2 separate regions of the Athene noctua genome follow, and region 1 is linked to region 2. The links are chromatin contacts, called in public Hi-C maps. All regions are on one chromosome and are shown on one strand. The core of a region is the stretch at or near the end of the contact, and the rest is flanking DNA. Distances in the headings are between cores, read along the strand shown.

Region 1 (4,093 bases), core at 960-3,459, 300 kb after region 2:
CCCACGCCGCGGCTGGCCCGGCCGGCGGCACCGCCCGGCCGCCGATCCCGGACCGCCGCCGGGGCGCGGCGCTGCCGGCGCTTTCGCTTCGGCCGCCGCAGTCCACGGAAGGTCGGAGCCGCCGCCGCCCCTCGCCGTCGCAACCTCGCAGCGCCGGGTGGCGACGACAAGCGTCGCCCCGCCGCCCGCTTCCCCTCTCGGTCCGGCGGGGCTCCCCTCCGCGCCGCTCCGCCTCCCCCGGGACCGCGGGGCGGCGGCGAGCCAGGCGCCCCGGCGAGCGCCGGCCTCCCCGGGCGCTGCCGCACCACCCCCCCCCCCACCCCGGTTCCCGGCCGGTCAGCCGGGCTTACCTGCCCGCTGCAGCTCCTCCATAGCCGCGGCCAGCTGCGCCGCCTCACGGGACTCGTCGGCAACAGGCGCCGCCGCCCCGGGGTGTCCCCAGCGTGCCCCGGAGCCTTCCGCGCTCTCCAGGGACCCGGCGGAGCGCAGGGTCATGGAGGGCGGCGGCGGGCGCGGCCCCGCTGGCGCACAGGTCGGGGGCTGCCCGCGGGGAGGGGGCTCCGCTTCGCCGCCGGGGCGCTCAGCGCCGCGCCGGGTGCATGGCCCCGGCCGCCGGCCCGGTCGCCGCCTGCGAGCGGAGAGAGAGCGTGGTTAGCGACGAGCCCGGCGAGAGGCGCTCCCGCTTCGGAACTTCCCAGCATCCAGAGGAGGGACCCGAGGCGAGATCACCTCCCGGCGGAGCGGGGGAGGGACATCTCCTCCCCCCGCCACCGCCCGGCCTGTCCCCGGCTCCCCTCCGCCCGGGACGAGACGGAGGCGGCGGCCCGGGAAGGTGGTCTAGCCTTCCGGCAAGGGCAAACCCGCGGATGTGCCGCTCCCTCGGCCGGGGTAGGCGGGCTCGCGCGAGGTGGTAGTGGTGGTGGTGGGGTGTTTGGGGAGGGAGGAGGTCGTGGGGGGAGAGCCGAGCACAAGGCACGAGTGGGGAGGGTAACGAAGCAGCGGGGCAGGTCCCAGCCCCCGGCGCTGCCCGGTGGCAGCCGCGGTGCGGGGGAACGGAACGGTCCGGGCCGCCTTTCAGTAAGGTCATACGCTGAGTCGTACCTCTAGGAACGGGGAACCCGGCGTGCTCGGGCGGGGGGGGGCTGCGAGCCTCTCCCGGGCCGCCCGAGGGGCTGCGGGACGGGTGCGAGGGCAGCGCCGGCTCCCGGGACTGGGTGGCCGCTTAGCTACGGGAGGAAGGGGCAGCGCGGTGGAGGGTGCGATATATTTAGCTTGGGGCAGGAAACGTGCTTTTCCCGTTCCATTAAATGCTGATACTATTTTTTAAAAATTAACTTTCCGCTCAACTGAAGCGAACGGGAGGGACAAAAAGAACCCCTCGCTCTCCCACCGACACGCCGGGAACGACACGAAGCCGAGCGGCGCCAGCGCGGGGGAGCGTCGCCGGCTTGGCCGGGTGCGGGGAGGGGGTTCACGGTGGGGACCGGGACCCACGCCGGTGCTTGCGAACCGGGCAGAATCTCTGCCTCCGTGAGCGCAGCAGCCTCCAGGTGAGGGGTTATGCCGAGGTGGCTCCTCCCGTCACGAGTTCCGCGGCGGAGCTCAGAAACTTTTCCAAATTAAAACTTCAGTGGCAGCGGATAGGTTGCTGTGCTGGGTATCTACCGCAACATATGCAGGCACCAAGGCGGCACCCCCGCGGCAAAGCCCACCCCCGTTCCCTTTTCCCCGCGCAGGATCTCCCGGCGCCGTCTCGGGGGCCGGACGCAGGTGCGCCCGTCACCGGAGCGGCTGCGGGGCCGCCGGCCGCAAAGCCCCGAGCGCAGGTGGGATCAGCGTTGCCGGGGGTACCCGGGCGTGACCCCTTGTGAAGGAGAAGCGCCGAGAGCGCCCGGCCGCGAAGTGCCGCCCGCCCGGCCGCGGGAGCTTGGCGGGGACGGAGGGTTTGCGAGGCGGCGGCAGCTAGCTGCAGCGGGGCGTCCCCCGGCAGGGACGAGGAGGGGAAGGAAGCTTTCATCCCGCCCGTCGCGGCAGCTCCGTCCCGGGAGCAGGGCGGCAGGCTCCCCGCTCTCGAGGAGCGGCAGGGCACCGGGCGCGGGGGGGGGGGGGGGGAACGGACGGACGGACGGGGGACGGCGCCGGCACCGACGACGGGACTCACCCGGGCTCGGCGGGACGGGGCTGGAGCCGCCGCTGCCGCCGCCTGGAGGTGGGGCGGTCAGGTCGTTCTCGCTCCCGCCGGCGTGGAGGGGCCGGGGGGTGCACAGCACCCGCCGCCGGGGAGAAGCGTCGGGGCTGTGCTGGGGTAGACAGACAGGCTGCCGCTGCCGGAGGAGGATGGTGCTCCCGGGGAAACAACACCCTCCTCTCCCCCCCTCTCCCCGGCGCGGGCGGTCTGTTCGCCTTTGATTGCGAGGCGAGGGCATCCTGCCCCCGCGCTCCCCCCTCCCGGGATGGCTACATACAAAGGCTGCTTTCCAGGAACTTTCCAGGAACCGCATCATGTGACAGGACCCGCTCCGGCGCCTCCACCGCGATCGCGGCCAGCCGGGGCCGCCTCACCGAGCCGCCGCCCCTGTCACGCCGGGGCAGCGGTCGCCTAACCCGCCCCGCGCGTCCCCGTACGTTCCCCTCCCCTCCTCGACCCCGCGCCGCCTCCGCCCGCAGAGCCGCGGGAGACGCGCGGCGAGCAGGTCAGTGGCGGGGGCCGCTGAGGTACCGGCGCGCGGGCGGCCGTTGGAGCCCGCCGGCGGGGCCGTGCCTCGCGGGGCGGCGCGCGCCGCCCCGCGAGGCACGGCCCCGCCGGCGGGCTCCAACGGCCGCCCGCGCGCCGGTAGCTCCCGAGGTAACCGGGAGAGCGCGGCCCTCCCAGCCGCTCCGCGGCGGCCGTGGTGGTGGGGGGGGGGGGTGGTGGTGGTGGTGGTGTTGAAGGGAGAGGGGGGGGGGGGGGGGGTGGTGAGGGGTGCCCGGCCTGCCCGGCGCCAGCAGCCGCGGGCACCTGAGCGCGGCAGCGGGGCCCGCCCTCAGGGCCGGGAGCGCGTCAGGAGCCGGTGCCAGCAGCTCTGTGCCAGGGACTTGTGGCGGCCGAAGCTCCTGGGACACCCCACCCTGGTCTCCACCCCCCTTCACCCTCCGGCGCTAAATACCTCGTTGCTACAAACAGCCATTACCCGCCGATGCGCGCGCCGCTCCTTTCCCCCCCCCCTCCGCGATTTTTTTTTTTTTTTTTTTTTTTTTTTTTTTTTTTTTTTTTTAAATAAACCCGAAGCTGTTTTTCGGCGAAAAGATGATTGATTGCGCCGCGGGTGCTGCTCGGTAACCAGCCACCTTCCGCCGCTGTGCGGGCGGCCTCGAGCCGACTTTAGAAAGACACACACACACAAAAAAAAAAAAAAAAAAAAAAAAAAAAAAAAAAAGGAAAGAAAAGAGGGGAAATAAAGCAAAAGTAGCCGTATTAGTCTCGCCCCTGCACCTGGCTGCAAGTCAGGGCTCCCTGCAAATTGCACGGCGGTGTTTGGGAAGGAGGATTTTTCGGGTTTGACGGGAAAAGGATTAAGGGGTGTCATTTTAAAACCCTCAGGAAAAAGAATAATATAAAAGAATCTGTTTAAAAATCGGGGGTGAGCCTTTGTTACCAAAGAGATAAATTAGTATGCATTAGGCTGGTCTAGTTGAGGGAGCGGGGCAGCAGCGGCACGCCAGCTTCCCTGCACAGAGAAAGCTTCCACAGGGACACTCCTGCCTTGGGTTATACTCCCCAGGAACTCCTGAAATTCAACGTTTCTTTAAAGGGGGGGGAAAAAAAAAAAAAAAAAAAAGGACCGTGGAGGACAGTCCCTGAATGCTTTTGTAATAGATATTACTTAACAATTTTTAAACATCAGGGGATGAGTGAAGAGTATTAGAGTTAATAGTTCTCATAAAAAATAAGTTTTGTATTTAGTGATTAAGCAGATTCATCGGAGGAAAAAAAAATACTTTGTTAAGTGAGTTGGTCAGTATGGTTTCATCTGTTTATGATGCCTGGGTGCTTTTAATTTATTCAGTTTATGAAAAAAGGTGGTTTTAATCACTGACAGCACTGCAGTTTGAA
Region 2 (3,666 bases), core at 1,071-3,570:
TGGAAGATGTTTCAAAAAGGGGAATTTGTCACTGTTGAAATAATCCAACATATTATACCTGCTCCCTTTGGGTACTGACTTAATTAGAAGAGTAAGACTGACATAAGAAAGAGAAAACAAGTAAACAAACCCCAGTATGTGTTTCCTCTCGATCCTCAACAGGATGGCTTCTTTTCTTTTTCTTTCTTTCTTTTTTTTTTTTTTTTAAATTCATCTTCTAATATTTATAGACTTTATTCTGTAGCTGTTTCTCCCTCTTGCTCTCCAGGCTCATCTCTTGATTGACCTGCTTCTCTCTCTGCTGTGTCCATAAGCCCCACATACCTGCTTTCTATTCTGCCCTGCGTACCATCTTTCTAGTCCTCCTTCCTTCAACCATCTCGTCCTTGTACTCTTGAACTCCATCTTGTCTGTTGCTTTTTCTCTCTCTTTCCTTGTTATCTACCAGATTCCCAGGTCTAGCCCATCTGAGTCACTACAGCAGCTCTATTTTTAAAGCAAGCAGAGGTATGAGCAGGTTTTCAGCACTGCTTCTCACATTGCTGTGGGACATGGATAGAGATGGTCACTGTGACAAAGAGCATCATTACCACCCATACTTCAAAAATGTTAGCTATCAGGTGATTAACTAGAATTACCTGACACAGTGGGCCTTAGAGGGAAACAAGTACCCTTTTTTGATCAATGTGAAAAACACGGAGGCAAAAATAAAGTAACATAATTTCCACCATCTTGAGTCATCCTTTTAGAACAAGATTCCACACTGGAAATGATTACACAAAAATTGCACCATTACTCAAATTAGCTGGCAAGAGACACCCAACCCTATCTGTTGATTTTAGTTACCTAAATAATTTTAGATTTTCTAATTTTTCTTGCTATGTCCCCCACAATGCTCACATTGAGCCACCTAGATTCTTGACATCACGTTTTCCAATAGATTATAGCTGTGTAATCCTGATGTGAAAAGACATTAATAGAACCAAAAAACGAATCTGTGCCACACTACCATTCCTGTTAATGAGGATATACAGGGGAGGAAAACTTCTGTTCGATCTTAGTTAGCATTAATATTTGTAGAGCTGATACGGAAAAAAAAATATAATTTAAAAGTGAGCAAATCCGGTATAGAAATGAGTCAGGTATGCAAATTCATAACACTATTTTAAAATTTTTTTTTTGCATTGTAAAGCTGTGTAGAACTACAGTTTGGGGTTTTTTTCTTCATCAAAATTAAATTTTAGTTAATTTTTGAAGGTGAACTTTTAAGTTGTTGTAACTCATTTCAGTACAGGTATACATTGATATTTATTGACTAGATTGTTGATATTTAACTTGTAATATTGCAAAGGTATTGGCCACAAGCACAACATTCATGTAAAACTGTACAGCAACAGCAGTCTGTATAGTCAGGCTTCCAGTGATGTACTGAGCTCTTGGCATTGTAGCTATGGAAGTGGCTGTAAAACGTTTTAGACAACTTCTTATTAACTGAGTTGACAACCCCCCCTAGGGGAGCTAACTGTACTAACTGTAATTAGATCTCTGCAAAACGACTGGCAAATGTAACATTTGGCCCTTTTTTTCTTTTTCCTTGAGGATATGTGTGTGTCATCAGTAATATCCACCTTCTAATATACTAATTGAAGCCAATTTTAATCCTTATTAAAGGATTGCTAATCGTATTAGGGGAGTGTCGATAGCGGTCTGGATGATCATTCTCCCGCTCTAGTCGAAGAGATTTTAGAGAGAAATTGAGGAAGTTTACGACAAGATCACGTTTACAGTGTTTCGGCTGCTTTCACAGCTGATTTCTGTCAGAAAACAGCGTCCGGTGCCAAGTAAGTGGCAAGTGCTGTGTAAGCCCGAGCGTTCGGCTTGGCATTAGCAACTGGACCACAGCTCCTCAGTACGGCTGCACACAAAGCATAAGGCACACGTTTGCCCTCAGGGAGGAGGCGTTAGGCTGTCAGCAGAAGAAACGCCACCTGCACCGGCGCGCTTTCGTTTCCGTCAGCGCCGCGAGGTCTCCCGTTTTCCCCTCTCCTTCCGGAGCGAAACGGCAGCGGCCGGCTCAGAACTTCGTGAATCCGGTGCAGAAGCTTAAAGCTGCTATACAAACCCCACAGTTAAACACGCGACGTGCACCGGGGGAGGCGGCTTTGCTGCGGCAGCCCGCCGCCGGCAGCCCGCCCGCCCCACCGACGCGACGCGCCCCAGCCGCCGCCGCCGCCGCCACCGCCCCGCGCGCGGGGGGCGGGGCACAGGGCTCGGAGGCGGAGCACGGCACGCGGAGGTCGCGCGAGCCCGTTTCCCCGGCAACGCTGCTCCGCCTCTCCCCCCGCTCGCCTCCGCCTTCCCCGGCCGCCGCGGCGCTCCCAGGATGCTCCGCGCCCCGCGGGACCCCGGCGGGCGGCGGCGCCGCCGAGAGGTGAGGCGTCATTTTTAAATTCCTCGAACCGGTGGCGGCCGCTGCCGGTTGAGCCGGGCCGGGGCATCGTTGAGGAGAGGGCGGGCAGGCGGACCGGGGCCTTCCTGCTCGGGCTTCCTCTGGCGGCGTACGGTCTGGGAGGCCCTTCGGCCTTTGCTCCGGCCCGCTTTGCTCCTCCCCCGTGCCGTTAGTTACCGAGCAGAGAGCTGCAAAGCCTGGAAGAGAGGTCGGCAGCCCGTCTCAGAGTGCCATCGTCGTTGTCTTGTGTCCCGTCTGGTGGTAACAGCCTGCTGCGGCCTCTGTTGGGTGGTGGGTTTGGGAATCGCCCGGCACAAGGCCAGGGCGGTGACGTTCAGCGGTAGGAAGAGCCCGTTCACCGCCAGACTTTCAAATGTTAACGTTTGCTTGCTTTCCACCAGTGAGCTTCAGCCATGTGCAGTTTGAGGGCAGTGATTATTTTTCTGCGCTTCGGGGTGTGTGACACCCGTATTAGTGTTTTATCTCTGACCAAGCCCCTATGTCCCTAAGTCATAGGAAAATTAACGTCGTGATGACTTAGACAGCTTGCTTTGCCTCTCACAGGCTCTTTGTCCACGTACTGTAAGGTGCATATAAGGTGCATATTTCTGCCTACAGGAGGTGTAGGATATGTATACTAACACGAGACCTAAGCCCTGTCTGAACATCTCTATTTTTAAGTCAGTATGAAAGGGAAGTGATTTTTCAGAACAGTTTTGGTTATGGGCTATCGAATTGTGACAAGCAGCCATCTGTATGCCCAAGTAAAACTTCGAATGAGATTCTAGTGACTAAAAGTTGTATCATGTGTGCTTGAAGCTCTCTTGTCGTGAAAAAACAGTCGAAAACCTACATGACATATATAGATTAGTGTGGTGGTTTAAACCCAACCAGCAGCTAAGCACCACACAGCAACTCACTCACCCTCCCTCACTGTGGGCAATGAGGGAGACAATTGGAGGGGTAAAGGTAGGAAGACTCATAGTTTGAGATAAAAGCAATTTAATAGTTGAAATTCCACAGCATTCTCCTGGCAAAACTGGCTGCTCGAGGCTTGGATGGGCACACGCTTCGCTGGGTAAAAAACTGGCTGGATGACCGGGCCCAAAGAGTTGTGGCGAACGGAGTTAAATCCAGTTGGCGGCCGGTCACGAGTGGTGTCCCCCAGGGCTCGGTTTTGAGGCCACTCCTGTTTCACATCTTTATTGATGATCCAG

Evidence for each region. Hi-C and Micro-C count contacts between places; a contact is called where the count stands out from the background.
Region 1: a Hi-C map of liver shows a contact between it and region 2, with 6 times the contacts expected there. The contact joins the promoter of SOCS2 here to the promoter of CEP83 in region 2. A contact is called at or near these places in 2 of 2 Hi-C or Micro-C datasets (heart and liver).

Annotation. Positions count from the first base shown.
Region 1 is chr3:36,977,600-36,981,692 of bAthNoc1.hap1.1, forward strand. SOCS2 (suppressor of cytokine signaling 2) reads right to left here and starts at 2,210. Exons shown (of 3, transcript XM_074902744.1): 1 at 2,162-2,210; 2 at 351-628. The coding sequence starts at 495. LOC141959188 (a long non-coding RNA gene) reads left to right here and starts at 1,724. Exons shown (of 3, transcript XR_012633403.1): 1 at 1,724-1,826.
Region 2 is chr3:36,681,575-36,685,240 of bAthNoc1.hap1.1, forward strand. It overlaps CEP83 (centrosomal protein 83), which reads left to right and starts at 2,321. Exons shown (of 16, transcript XM_074902738.1): 1 at 2,321-2,431.